Regions from separate parts of the Zea mays genome. Here region 1 is linked to region 2. A link is a contact called in public Hi-C data. All regions are on one chromosome and are shown on one strand. Each heading gives the region's core, a stretch centred on a gene start, on an enhancer-like site or on the middle of the called end of the contact. The rest is flanking DNA. Distances are from core to core; before and after follow the strand shown.

The links. Hi-C and Micro-C count contacts between places; a contact is called where the count stands out from the background.
Region 1: a contact with region 2 is called in a Hi-C map of leaf, with 3 times the contacts expected there. The contact joins the promoter of LOC100272941 here to the enhancer-like site in region 2. A contact is called at or near these places in 4 of 25 Hi-C or Micro-C datasets (bundle sheath, endosperm and leaf).

Annotation. Positions count from the first base shown.
Region 1 is chr1:17,591,537-17,599,390 of Zm-B73-REFERENCE-NAM-5.0, forward strand. LOC100272941 reads left to right here and starts at 1,392. Exons shown (of 7, transcript NM_001147393.1): 1 at 1,392-1,672. The coding sequence starts at 1,538.
Region 2 is chr1:17,443,992-17,450,989 of Zm-B73-REFERENCE-NAM-5.0, forward strand. It overlaps LOC100383869, which reads left to right. Exons shown (of 16, transcript NM_001329554.1): 11 at 2,087-2,208; 12 at 2,324-2,434; 13 at 2,901-3,083; 14 at 3,180-3,338; 15 at 3,422-3,503; 16 at 3,621-4,032. The coding sequence ends at 3,731. Among protein-coding and RNA genes, the nearest start is that of LOC100383869, 19 kb to the left of the region's middle. Within about 2 kb of position 3,795, at least 7 of the 20 cell types and tissues checked have an H3K27ac peak or open chromatin away from gene starts, as enhancers often do. A contact at or near this core is called in bundle sheath and leaf, where this site is marked.

The DNA of each region.
Region 1 (7,854 bases), core at 142-2,641, 150 kb after region 2:
TTTATTGATGTTCTAATTAAGAACATAGAAACTACTACGTGGTTTCTCGGTTAGAAATGCCATATTACCGATGCTATCTACGTCCAATGTTGATAGGCTCCATTCTATTGACATTCAAATTAACCTTTATGCTAGTCTTAGGATCTATTTACAACAGTTCTATCAACTAAAAAGTAAATTTGGATTGGTGATCTACTATCTCTGACTCACCTAGCCCCATACACCATCTCTTCATCTTGTCTTTCTTCTTCCTCCTGCTATGCCTTCTTCATCCCGGCAGGCGCACGCGCAGCACGTGGATCGTAGCTGAGGATGGCACTGCAGATAAAATGAACGCGGCGACGCTCTATTGAATGGAGCAGTTATTTTCCTCAACTATATTTCTGGCACATTCAAGTACGTGGGAGCTCTTGGGTCACAGCGGCAAAAAACAATAAAATACGGGCTGCAGACGGCGGTGGGAAAGAGAGCAGGACAAGGGCATCGCTTGGCAACCACACCACGACGCCAACATACTATCAGCTAACCAACAGCTCCGTTGCCTTTTCCTGTGGCTGCGAGCTAACGATCCAGTGGAAGTCACAGAAATCGCAGAGAAATCAAACAGCGAAGATATCTTTAAAAATTGTTGTGCGATTCCGCGAAATTAAACTAATAAAAGTCATAAAGTTTTTCTAAAAATAGTTACAGATATACTTTATTATTCAATATACTAATATATCAAACTGTAGAACCTAATTCATCCATATGCTAAGACAAGAAAATTGGATTTTTTGTACAACTTAAAATAACGTGTTTCATACTTTTAACTATTAAGTTCACAAAAACAGGACTCAAAATATTCATACTTGGGTTCCAGTGTCATTTTAGACATTTTTATCCTTCTGCGCTCTCTGTGCCCTTATGTTTTTTTTTTTTTTTTGCATGTGTACGCATGTAATCTATAGATAGAAGGTTAAAATATCTAAAACGACATTGAAACTAAATGTAACATCTGTTTAAGTCTTATTTTTTGGAGTCAATATTACGAACGATAAAAGTAGGAATCACATTATTTTGCGGTCCCAGAAATCTATATCTATCTAGCCTTCTCCTTTCCCTTGCCCAGTTTACTTACTACCCACGCTTGGCGCGTGCATCGGATCGGATCCCGGCCCCGCGTCATCCCTTCCTTTCCACGGCCCGGTCGTCGACTGTCTCGCGCTCCACTTTCCACGGCGAATCCATTCTTAAATGATCTACACTGCTGCATAAACCCCTGCGGCCGGGTAGTCTCGAAGACTCCACCTAAAACGGCCAGGCCAGACTTGGTCGTGCCGGCGTGCGGCGTGCCCCCGAGCTAGCTGTGGACCTGGGAGCCACGACGGCGATCATGGGCTCTTCTTCCGGGGCGCCGCTGCTCGTCGCTCACCCGAGCCGGGGGAAGGAGGACCTGGGAGATCAGCGCCGCCTCCGCTGGTGCTGCGGCGTTTCGTCGGAAGGGCGGTGGGCGGAGGCGACGGCGGAGGCCGGGCGGCTGGCGGCGCTGGCGGCGCCCATGATCGCCGTGGCGCTGCTGCAGCTCATGATGCAGGTCATCTCCACCATCATGGTGGGCCACCTCGGCGAGGTGCCCCTCGCCGGCGCCGCTATCGCCGGCTCGCTCACCAACGTCTCCGGATTTAGCGTCCTCGTAAGCGTCGATTCCTTTATTTATATTTACTTAAATTTAAAAAGTTCTTTCACCGTAAAAGCTCGATCGGGCAGGGGAGAAAACAAGGCGGGGTTGATTGGTGCGTGGTTCGCTCTTGACTCTCCTCACTTCCTCAGCTAGCCGCGTTCGTTCGTCGTGGATTGGGTTGGGTCGTCCCCGCCGATCAATGGATGTTGTTTGCTTTTGAGCGCGTCTCTCCCTCTGATTGGAACGTGTGGCTCACCAACGCCCCTACACCTGGCACTGTGCTTGTGGGAATGCGGGTGCTTCACATTTTACGAATGACGATGCCCACAGATCGGGCCGGATCAGATTCATATCCGGTGACGTCTAATCACATTTGCTCCAGTATCCGGGGGTACTCGTACCTGGGTCAAAAGGCACGCGGAGCGTGATGGTCATCAAAGTTACCCGGTCCCGTTGCCACGCAGATCATCTGAGGGATCCGCTTGGAACACGGACCCTGAGCATTGGAGCTTGATCGTAACTGTATCACAATTCACAAATACTGACAAACTCCGATTTTTTTAGACAATGACCATACCTGCCCCTAAACTCCGATTTTAAATAATGACAAACCCTTCTAGCCCTTTAACTGCCCCTGAACTCCGATTTTGAAGTACAAAACCATACCTGCTGCTGATGGAATGACCAGTCTGAAGACCTTTTTTTTTAGATAATGGAAACACAGGTTCTGGCTTCATCATTCCTCAGGGAGCAAGAATCAGACCAAATATTATAAAATCACACACACACACAAAATACAGGGATCCACTCCTAATGTCTAAGACGAGGAGAAGCAAACAGAAATGTGGCACTGCACTCTATAAAAGTCTGTATGCTTCCGCAATGAAAATCTTGTGCTCATCCAAGCGTTACAAACGAGTCCAGATTAGAGTCAATATATCCCCCAAAAGAAGTTCTTGCAAAAAAAAGTTTGTTTTTGACACGAGATCATTTTTTATGAGCCAAATTTCTCAACCAAAGACCGCAATGTCCCGTCAAAACAAGCAAATTGCGTTTGCCTTGCCTCATTTTGGACCAACCTCAAAACAAGTGAGACACGTGTGTTGGAGGGGTGCCACCAAACACCCAATGAACCGCACGCCAGAGAAAACGAGCCATAATGACAACCAAAGAAAGGATGTCGGACAGTTTCAAGCTTATCGCAAAAAGAATAAACTTTGCTGCCATTCTAATTCCATCTTACTAGATTATCTTTTGTTAAAATAAATCCCTTTTTCAGGAACCACACGAATATTTTATTTTTAAAGGTACTTTCATTTGCCACGTCTCTGCGTGACTTTCATACCACTGCCGACAAGGAACTTATACATAGAATTCGCAGGAAAAGACCCATTTTTTGTTTAAACCCCAAACAATGGTATCCATCATATTGTTCAACGTGACATGCATGATACTAGCAAGTTAGCAACTAGGCTATGCCAGTCTGTTAATTCTGTTCCACCAATGCCTTTCTGAAGGACACATTTGGAGGTGCATATTGCAAAACCTCAGGCCTCAGCTACTACTGTTGCCTGCTTTTTGCACACCACATTGTAGAGGTTTGGATAACGGGTTCTAAAACTCTGATGTCCCAATCATTTGTGTTCCTAAAACCTTATTTGAGTTCTATTATTTGATCTAAACTAACCTAGGTTTATGAACTGATCTTTGACACCCATAAGGCTTGCCTAAAATTGGGAATCTCATGCTTCCTTGGTTCAATGTATTATTTTTCAACTATTTTATTTTAATCAAAATCCTACCCCATACCTTCTTCATTACATAACTTAAATAGTCGTCTACTCGGGGACACTTGGTTTTCAACTCTAAATATATAATTCCTATTTCTCCTTAGTCTTTTGGTTTGAAGAGGTGAAAGGGCCTCTAACTTAGTTGGCTAGATGGTCTAAGTAGCATTTCTTAGTTCTTGAGTTTAAATTCTCGTGGGAATGAATTTTAGGATAGGCTTAAAAAAGTTTCATCATATGTCTCACGCTAAAACATAGGTCCAAGATCCCGATTCTGGTCACAGTCATTCTCACATGGTCCAGTTTTTTCGCTTGAGACAATAGGACATTCAGTTAACCTATATTTCCTTTTTCTGGGTCATATTGCCAAAAAAATCTAGATCTAAAGTATTTGGGGTCTGTTTGGTTGTATATCTAAGGTGTCACAGATTGACATATATTTTCTGCCATATTTATCTAAGGTTAGGTGTTTTAATTCTTCGACACATCTTGATATGCCTAAGGAAACCTTGCTACACTTTTATAAATCATCGACAAGTAGGATCAATAGAATAGAAGAAAAATCTTGCCATAATTGTAGCTACAAACCAAACACACACCTAAACTGTTCAAATCAGCCTAACATTAGGCGTGACAAATTGTAGCAAATCAAGCAACGAACCAAACATGCTCTCAATCTTTTAAAACTCCGCTAGGGATCTAAAAAAGGTGTTATAAACATAGGTAGGCTAGATAGAACAAAATTAATCGGGACTAAATAACTACTGGCTGGCAACAATTTACCCTCCCCAGCTGCTTATTTTTTCTTTATTCTATCTTTTATCAGTTTGCGGTCTTTATTTGATAATCTTCTAACATGTATTGGGATGCCTTAGTACTTGAAGGGGAGTTATCCTCTTTTGCATCTAAAGAGGTGTGAGTTGTTCCTCACACTCTTTGGTCTGCCCCAAATAGAAGATGTCACTTCGGTGATAGTTATTTTTTAGACCAGATAATTGTTCAAAGACACAAAATAACATTTTTATATTATTTGCTAAGTCGATGCTGTTAGAATACACATTAGGGTTTTTGGTGTTCCCTGTGTAATTACCCTCTCGCCTCCTCAGTAATGGGCCTGACCCAACTACCAAGTCTATTAATACAATACTCCACCCTATTCTAGAGTTAGGGTTTCCCACATGGTATAGAGTTAGGATTAGTTTTGTTTCTCTCCCACCACCTCCCCCAGCCGCCGCCGCCAGCCCCCTGGCTTGGCCGCCACCGCCCCTTTTCCCCCTCCCTCCGACCGCCACCGGCCTCCTAGGCCCGGTTGCCGCCGTCCAAGCCCCCCACCACCTCCCTCCCTGCACGCGCACCCGCTGCCGTCCCATGGAGGACCATCGCAACAACGCCGCCATCCACCCCGTTGCCATGGGCCTACCCCTTGCCGGCGCGGCCCCCAGCGTCGCCGGCCTCATCTCGACCCGCGTCGTGCCCCCAGGCAACACGGGCGCGTGGCCCCTTCCCTCAACCGGCGCGGCACCCAGCGCCACCGAGGTACTCCCTGATCCCTGTCGCGTTGTCCACTTGGAACATTAGGAGCTTCATCCCCAACCCCCACACCAGCTCGCACGTCGGCCATGAACCTCGTTCATCTCCGACCTCGGACCTCTGCCCACCATCCCCCAGCTACTCAGCATCGCTCTCCATGTTCCCCACTGGGTTTCTCCACCCACAACCCTGTGTGGACCGACGTTGTTGCATCACCGTCGGCTTCTTCGCCCACGTCTTCCACGCTCGTCGCGGCCATCGCCACCATCCAGGAAGCCGTCGCCGCCTCCTAGGGACGCTAGCACGTCGCGTCCCTAGCACTAGAGCACGAGCGGGCCATGGGCGTCGCCCTGACCGCCTAGATGGCCACTGTGCAGCGCCTCATCCTTGGGCCTCCCCCAGCGGCACTCGAGGCACCTTCACCCACCCCCGAGGCCCCCCACGCCTCTTGACTCGACGTCGACCACATCACCGCTCTCCACGCCTAGGCTGCCGGACTCCACAACATTCGGTCCCTCGTGTCCATCGTGTTGGACCGGGCATCCTCCCACTACCCTCTTTGGCGGGGGCAGGTCCTCCTCACTCTTCGGCACTATGCTCTCGCTGACCACGCCCTCGAGGATATCGTCGCCCCGTCGCCTCTGTCCTGGTACCTGATGGACACCATGGTTCTCTGGTGGATCCACAACACCATCATCGTCGAGCTCCAGGACATCATCCGAGACTAGGCGGACAAAGGTCGCCAGGCGTGGCTCGCTCTCGAGGAACAGTTCCTCGGGAACTGTGACGCTTGGGCCCTTCACCTTGATGCCCAGTTCCACCAGTTCTCTCAGAGGGACCTCTCCGTGGGGGAGTACTGCTGCCAGATGAAGGGCCTCACGGACTCCCTCCGCGATCTTGGTGAGCCGATGGCAGACAGTACCTTGGTGTTGAACCTCTTGAGTCCTTAGCCCCTGCTACGGCCACCTGAAGGCTCTGATCAAGAGAACCATGCCCTTTCCCACCTTCCATGCTGTGTGGAATGAGCTTCTTCTCGAGGAGCTCACCATGACGATTGAGGCCCTGGCCCTCTACAGCGCTACCACTGGTGCTCAGGCATCTTCCGGGGATAGGCCCCCACACTTCATCGACCGGGGCCCCCGCTCGGCCTCCTGTCGCGGCCCCAACGGTTGTCGCCCACGCAAGGGTGGACATGGGGGTGGCAGCTCCACCCATGGAGGTTTCATCGGTCAGGGTGGCGGCTAGGGCTGGTCGTCATTCTACAACCCCTGGACCGGAACCATCTCCATGTGGCCTGCTCAGGCTCTCAGTGCCTCATGTCCTCTGGCGCCGGTGCCAGCTCTCCTGACCGCCCCCCTATGATGCACCTTCACCACCTGGTGCCTGCCTATGGCATGCCTCCTTACGGCGTGCCCCTGACGACCCCAGCTCCGCCTCAGCTCCCGCCTCCGAGGACCCCCACCAAGACTTCCTAGTCCCCATTCGCTGGAGGCTGGGACCCAGCCTCTCTCGCCGCCACCTATAACACCATGGCGTTGGCTGCCACCCTCTTCTGACTGGGTCATCAACTTTGGTGCCTTCTACCAAACCACCCCAACGCAGGCATGCTATATCGCTCTCACCCACCTCATTCTTTCCCACCCCACCTCGATCGTCGTTGGAAATGGTTCCACCCTGCCAGTCACCTCAGTAGGTGCCTCAGCTCTCCCTAGACCGTTCTATCTCAACGGCGTTCTCATAGCCCCTCACCAATGGCGTTTAGTTGTGTCTCTCGTGCCCTACACCTCTGCCCAGAATGGCTGGGCTAAGCGCATGATTCGCACCACCACCAATATGATTCGCTGCCTTCTCTTCCAAGCGTCTCTCCCTGCCAGCTACTGGGCAGAGGCCCTGCACACTACCACCAATCTCCTCAATCGCCTCCCATCAAAGGCGGTGAGCCACCCCACCCCCCATTTTGCCATGTACGGCACAACCCCCTCCACGTGTTTGGCTATGCCTACTATCCCAACACTTCCGTTACTGCTCCTCATAAGTTGTCTCCCTGCTCCACGCGCTGCGTCTTCTTTGGCTACTCCCTTGACCACAAGTGGTATCGCTGTCTTGACCTCACCTCCCATCGCATCATCATCTCCCGTCACGTCGTCTTCGACAAAGATGTGTTTTCCCTTTCTGGCTCCTCCCCTCCCATCGATCTCGACTCCCTCCTTGAGTCTGATCCGAGTATCCATCCCCCTAGGCGCCTCACCTCGCACCGTTGCCCGTGCCACGCGTGGCTTCTACGCCCTCACGCATGGCCCCGTTGACCCCGCCCATGCCACACGTGGCTCCGATGCCTCCGCTCGCACTTCTACCCGTGCCACGTGTGACCCTGTCGCCTGTGCTTGGGCCACGCGCGGCCCCGTCGACTCCGGCCCCATCGACAAGCGTGACTCGCTTCACCGACCCTACCCTCTTCTACCACCGCCGTGTGAGCGCCCCTCCCTCGGCGCCCACGGACCTGGGCCCCTCGACGAGCGTGGCCCGATTCGCTACCCCCACCGTCGTTTACCACCGCCACGAGTCGGCTACGCCCGTGGCCCCCGCCGTCCCGCTCTGAGCCACCGGTGTACCACCCTGTCGCCATTCACCGCGACCCTAGGCACATCCACCTGATGGTGACTCAACGCGCCGCTGGTGTCCTTCGGCCCGGCGATCAGCTGATTATGGTCGCTGATACGACCACTACTCCACCGGGCGCCTCTCCGGTCCCCTCCTCCGTTCGCACCGCCCTCGCCGATCCACATTGGCGTCGGGCTATGGAGGAGGAGAACGCGGTCCTGCTGGCCAACCACACCTGGAACCTGGTGTCGTGTCCTCCTAGCACCAATGTGGTCA
Region 2 (6,998 bases), core at 2,545-5,044:
TTTGGGCGCCTGAACGCCTAGGCGACGCCTTTAAAACAGTGGTCCAAACCATCTGAACTAGTTTTGGACAAGTTTTTAATTAGTGTTATCCCTATCCTATCACACATATCGTCATTTTGGATTCGACTCCTTGTATGGCCACAAATCCAACGCACCGTACGCATTTCCGCAACACTTGTCCACTGAATATGTCGTTTTTTTTCAGGCCAACATTCTGCACCATACAACATAACAATATAAAACCTGCATTTTTGCTTTTGTGCTTCTTTCTTTTGTAAACTAGGTGAGTGCTCGTGCATTGCAACGAGAACATATAATACCACGATAACTTATATACATAATGTGTGTTATACTGTTATGAGAAAATGTTTCATAATCCATTTGTGATTCTGACCATACATAAATTTTGTTATTTTAATCTAGCTGTTTCACCACTACATTGCAACCATCAGTATCATGTAGACTTCGATATATGCCACGATTTGCATGGTCTTATCATTGTAGAGCACGTTCCACAACTGTCGGAAGTTCTCTCGTACATCGTCAGTCATCAGGCACGCACCACCATACGCGCTTGCTTAAACGACAAGTGTGTGTGTTTACGAAGAGAATTAAAGGCAGGCTGTCACAAAAGCTACCCCGACGGTGGTGAGGATGACGAACTGATCATTGCTGTCAGTCCTCTGCGTCACCTCCGGCGCCGAGATGACGCCACAGTCCTTGATATAGTAGTCATCAAACGCGCGCGATATGGCGAGTACCGATGACTCTTGGCTGGGCTGCCAGACGAAGTGTACTTCGGGCTCATCAGCGAGGTAGTACACCTGACCGTAGCACCACCGGATGCGCTACTCCTCTACATACATCATGTTCGAGGACACTCACGCAATGTCAGAACGACCGTCGTCCTAGCGCACAAGAATGCATGGCCGGTCAGTAGCGACTTACGTGGCAGGCTGAGCTTCAGGTGGACAATGAGTTGGACGGCATTATGACGCAGTCATCGGATGCGGTGCCCAGAACAACTCGAGAGTCACCGTCGTTGGCGACGACCATGAGGTCCCCCTGCTTGACGGTAGACAGCGCGGTGCAGCCGCTCTGAACCACGTCTAAGCGACAGCTGCGCCGGAGCTTGCTGTACACAGCGGCGCATGCGACCACGTAGGACTGCTTCCAGAGGTCGAACTGGCAGTCACCAAGCTTCTTCTCGTCGTCGATGAGCGACGCCAACGCGAGCGCCTCCTGCTAGTAGTGTTTGTTCGGGGTTTCCAAGTAAGAAAATGAATTCATCCTTGGCGTTGGTTTATCAAAATGACTCACAAGTCAGATCCATGGAAAAATATTACAGAGAATAAATGGCACGTATGCAAAAAAGGAATTTAAGTTGAAAACATTATTTAAACAAAAGAAATTGCATGCAAGGTTCTTCTTTAAATACTACTCCCTCTATCCAAAAATATAATTCAAGAATCTCGGTGATACTTATCTACTACTACGTATTGTGCAAGGGTAGCAGGTGGGCTTGGGGAGAGATGTAGTAGATATTTTTTCCTATCATAGATGTGTAAACACACATGTGGTGTAGCGGTAGCTACTGCTCGCATTTGTCTGAGGGGGTCGCGGGTTCAAATCCCCTCGGAGGCTATTTGTGTGTTTTAATTTTTAGCTAGACGTGGGTTGTACGGGGGAATGTGAATGGTCTTTGCGGGGAGGGGGGAATGAGAAAGTCATAACAAGGAATGAGAATGGCAGGACATGGAATGGTGACAGAACATGGGAATGGGCTGTGCGGGGAGGGGAGAATGAGAAACGCAAAACAAGGAATGAGAATGGCAGAACAGAGAATGACAGGCTACCCTTGCAGCCTTAATAAGTAGTAGAGATATAATCGCATTAAATTTGTGGCATTTGAATACTCTGAACAGATATGTAAAATGCTCTGAACTATGTCTACAATTCTTTCTTCTAAAGTTATTATCACAACCCAGGAATGTCAAAGTCAACTAGTTATAAAAAGACCACTGATGTTCCAGATCTCTTTTTTGAACTATAACATTCTGATTTCATTTTAATCATATTTGCATAGATCTTCTGTGAGCAAAGGGGCCAATGGAAGGCAACAACCCAATCTCAGGAGTTCCTTCGAACCCTTCAACGCTACTACAATAACGCCTACACTGATCACGAGAAGCAGGATGCTATAAACATGTATGCTTCTGAATATATTGCAAAATAATATTCTGTTGGAATGACTTAACCAGTGGAAAACATTGATATTTGTATGTTCATCACAAAATAGCTTACTCGTCCTTAAAAAATGCAGGTTCTTAGGTCATTTCCAACCTCAGCAAGGGAAACCTGCATTGTGGAAGCTGGACTCAGATCAGCATTACAACATTGGGAGGCAAGGAACTTTAAAAGAAGAGATTGGAAGGTGCAGATTATAAGCTTCGAATATTTCTTGAAGTGGCTATATCTTATATTCACCTTTTATTTACACACTTGCATTTTAGTATGATGGTTTACTACTTAACACAAGCATTTCTACTTGTGAAAATCACATTTTCTTCACATGAAAACAATATCTAGGATTTTTGATGTATCGACCATGGATCAGTAGACCTTATTTCAAAGCTCAAATCTATAGGTCTCGAGAACTGAGAACAACAAAAAGTGCATTTTTTTACCCTGTTTCCAGAAGAACCACTTCTTGTTCCATGAGAACTGTGTCAAAAGGATTATGCAACTGATGTAATACTTGGGAACGCTGTATATTGTTTAAAAATGCAAAATATAGGGTAACAAGAATATTTTTCCTGTCTGGACTCAGCCAATTGTGCTACTCTTGCACTGGTTCTTTAGACTGCTCTAATGTATCAATCTTCATCTTGTTTTACCAGATCATTCATAAAGAGGTCACTATCAGATGGTAACATACTGTTGGAGAGCAGCTTGCCTGTAACTATCTGTAACAATGAAACAGACAACACAGAATTGCTCCCAGTGCAACAGCTGGATGATATTAGAGAAGCTTCTGATTCTGCGCCAGAGATCTCCATATGCGAACCTAACCTGTGCTCCAGGTGTGTCATTACTTGCATGAATTTGGTGGTCCACTTGAATTTGTTTTCTACATGAATGCAATATGAGCTAATTGTGTCTTTTTTTTATATATTCAGTATGAACTATGGCACAGTGCCTGGAAGACACTCCATGTCAGAAGAGCGGCAGAGTTATTTGAAAAGATTAGGTTACCCTGAATTGCACTCTTCAAATTTCTTTGACCTTGATTTGTTGTCATCTTCAGGAAATTCGTTTGACGAGGAAGTTTTTGAGAGGTAAAATAAATAGACTTCCAGTAATTTGCATGTCCTACTACTCTGCTTGCACTGTTAACATGTATCACATCCGTGATTTGCAGGTCATTACTGATCAATTCACCTATGGATGTGATCAGTCCTGAATCATCTATGTCATACAGTGAACAAGGACACACTGATGAGGTTAGCCTCATTATCCGAACTTCTTTTTATCTGACATTCTGACATCAACTAAATTGTTGGTTACATGGCCTTCCTGAGATCTGAACTTTATGCTGTGAACCTTGTTCATTTTACCAGGGAAGAGATGACACGGATCTTTCCCGTTCTAGCAGCCAGCTCTCAGACATTCGGGACTACTCTGACCACTTTGCGCAGTGGGTCGTGAATGGAGACACGCTTTGCTACTAGGCCCTGGACTTTTGTCTTGGTGACAGCTCAGTAGATGTGACACGGCAGGAAATGGAAGTCTGACGGATAGAGCAGATGAAATGGCTGACGACTAGCCGGGCTAGGTGCCGTGCATCTACCTGCAGAGGCGGCGTAGCAGAAGAGGTGGTGGACATGGGAGAAGTCTCGCATCGGCATGCTTGTGGTCACTGGAAGGCTTGAACGATGAACGCTGATATTCGTCGGATGCAGCTTTCGGTGGGGTACATGATTCAATTTGCTATGGTGAAAATTTTGACCGTAGCTTAGACAATAAATAGGCAAAATATATCTGTTCTTTTAGTTTAGCTTACCTTGCGTTTCCCTTCTCCATAGAAAAGTATCAAAAGGAAAAACAATGGAAAATCTATTAGGAAAAGGAAAAAACAAACAAACCATAGGTAAAGAACACTTCTGTTGTAAATAGTTAGTTTGCTACAGAAGTATAAATATCTGGTACTTGTTGGGTTTCTTGGCGGTGTCTGTTTCATAATTGTTTCTGTGAAAAAGCTGAAAGAAACTCGGTATGTCTTTTAATATGCACCATTTTTGCTTGAGGACTCTCCATGACATTGCGCAGAGAGGAGTGCAAGAACTTGAATGTCTCATGCTTCTCTTGCGGTGGACATCCACGTCGATGACAAAATTCTAGTATATGGTACGTAGTTCATTCGAAAGGTGCAAGGTATCCAATTTAGTTTTGGATATCTAGAGTTCACAAGATAGTACTTATCTGAAAAATGAAATCAAATTACCATTGCAAAATATAAATAATTAGAGTTCACAAGATAGCATTATAAAATTACCTAGAGTTCACAAGATAGTATTATAAAATTACCTTTAGGAGGGACGAGAAAAGAAGCAAAGTTTGTCGATGCATGATTAAGGATCTATGTGTTGTGTAGAACACATCCATCCACCAACCACAAATGTAAATTTCATATCAAAGTCACATAGCAAGTACATTCTAGGATGTATATCTATAACGACAAGTATTGTTAATCACCTTATTAGCCGACACATCTACCTTAATATGTGATCCATCTATTGCTCCAATGGCACCTTTAAAATAAGGCCTGCGACGACTTCAAGGGGCTTGGGGCTATAAAAAGAAGTCCCACACGACCTAAGGAGCACACCTTTGTAGCATACAAGTGGACTAATTGTGGAACAATTCTATATCCCTCTCTTGTGTTATTCTCTGCAAGATGTTTGGCATTGTTATACGCCAAACGAGAGAGAGGAGAGGTGCTGCTGCGAGTGAGCAAGATCTTGAGCAAGTACTCGGTCCGTGACCTAGTGAAAAACTTGAGCAAACAGAGAAAGAAATTGAAATAGACTCCACACCATGTTGACTAACTTCAATGTGGATGTAGTCAAGCATTTTAGGCTTGGTCAAACCACGGGATAAAATCTCTATGTCTCTGTCTCTGTCTCTCTGTGATGTTTCTTGTTTGCTTTACTACTTGCACTTCACTATTATCTTTGTATAAGTTGTTTATGAAGTGTAGGCTATTGTGAGACAGAGACTTCAATTATGCTGCAATCTATTTGACTCGACTACATTCTGTTGTGATCCATACTTCGAGTAAAGTAAGAAGTTCTAAGTTTTTATGTTAATTTTTATTCGCGTATTAATACCCCTCTAGACGACATCTAGATCTGTGTTCCTCTCATAAGGGAACTTTCAATCAGGCCAAAGCAAAAGGACCACACCATCACCATATTTTTAAAACTAAAACTTTTAGTGTGCCAAATTGGTACTCTTTCATGTAAGAAAACCCTCTTGCTAGCTAAGAGATGAAAACATTTTCATGACAAAGGAGAGATTTTTTTTGAATACGCAGGAGATCTGCGTATTTTTGTATTAAGAAGAAGAAAAAGGGGTGAAACCCCAAAACACGAGCAACAGACTTACAGACACACACCACCATATACAGACTTTCACACCACTCCTAAGACAACTCCTCTAGATGGAAGAAAGTGAGAGCTTTAGCGCCAGCCAAACGCCAGCACATCATCTCCTCCCTTTGCCGAGAGGGCGATCTCAACACTTGGGCTACAACCATCAAACACACACCTATTCCTATGCTTCCATATCGACCACGCACCCAAAATGACCAATGAGTTGAAACCCTCCGACAAAGGCTTGCCCACCAACTCAGCGCTCTTCTCCCACCAGGAGTCAAAGCAGTTATCCCCTATAGATGGACAGAGCACCTAGAAGTCCCCCGACCGAAGGAGAAGAAACCAAAACTACTTTACAAAGCTGCACTCGACCAACAAATGATTAATGGTCTCATCGGCCTGGTCACAGAGCGGACATCAGTCGGGGTGATCCAGCCCCCTCATAGCCAACCTGTCAGCTGTCCAGCATCTATTATGTTCAACGAGCTACAAAAAAATGCATTTCCCCAGAGCTCAAGACTTCCAAATCCGCTCAGCTGACCCAAAATCAACCGCTCCAAAGAGAAGAACTTTGTAGGCAGAACTAGAAGAGTAGTCCCCCGAAGCATTGAACTTCCAAATATGCTTATCCGGAATACCAGGTTGAAGAACTAGACCTTCCAGCAGGTCACAAAGATCTAGTACCTATGCAAGCGCCCTAACTGAAAGCGCACCCCTTATGTCAGCCACCCAATTTAGATCAGTTAGAGCATCTTTCACCAGCCTTTTGGAAGCAATACGCCTAGGAACATGCTCAAGAACCTCAGGTGCCACCTCTCCGATGCATCTACCGTTCAGCCACCGATCCTTCCAAAAAATAATGTCATTTCCATCACCCAAATGAGACACAACTGCAATATTGATCAAAGCCTGCACCGCTCCACAAGCCTGAACAGGGAGGACCGACCATGGCTTAGAGTGGTCGATTTTTTGGAGCTAGGGCCACCTAGCCCGAAGTGCCACGCTCAACAGCCGCAGATCAGTGATCCCTAGCCCACCCAAGTCTTTAGGCCTAGTAACCTTGCCCCACGCCACCAAACAATGACCTCCATTGGCTTGTTTTCTTCCTTTCCAAAGGAAGCCTCTTCTTATCTTGTCAATAGCTTTAACAGTCTAGTTAGGGAGGTCCAAAGCCATGGCAACATAGACCATTTTTGCTCTAAGAACAAACCAAACATACACAGCTCGACCTGCTTTTGTCATAAGGTCGACCTTCCAACCTGGGAGCACACTAGGCGCTTTGTCCACCAATGCCTGCAACTGAACCTTTGAAAGCTTTCCCAAGGACAGAAGTAAACCAAG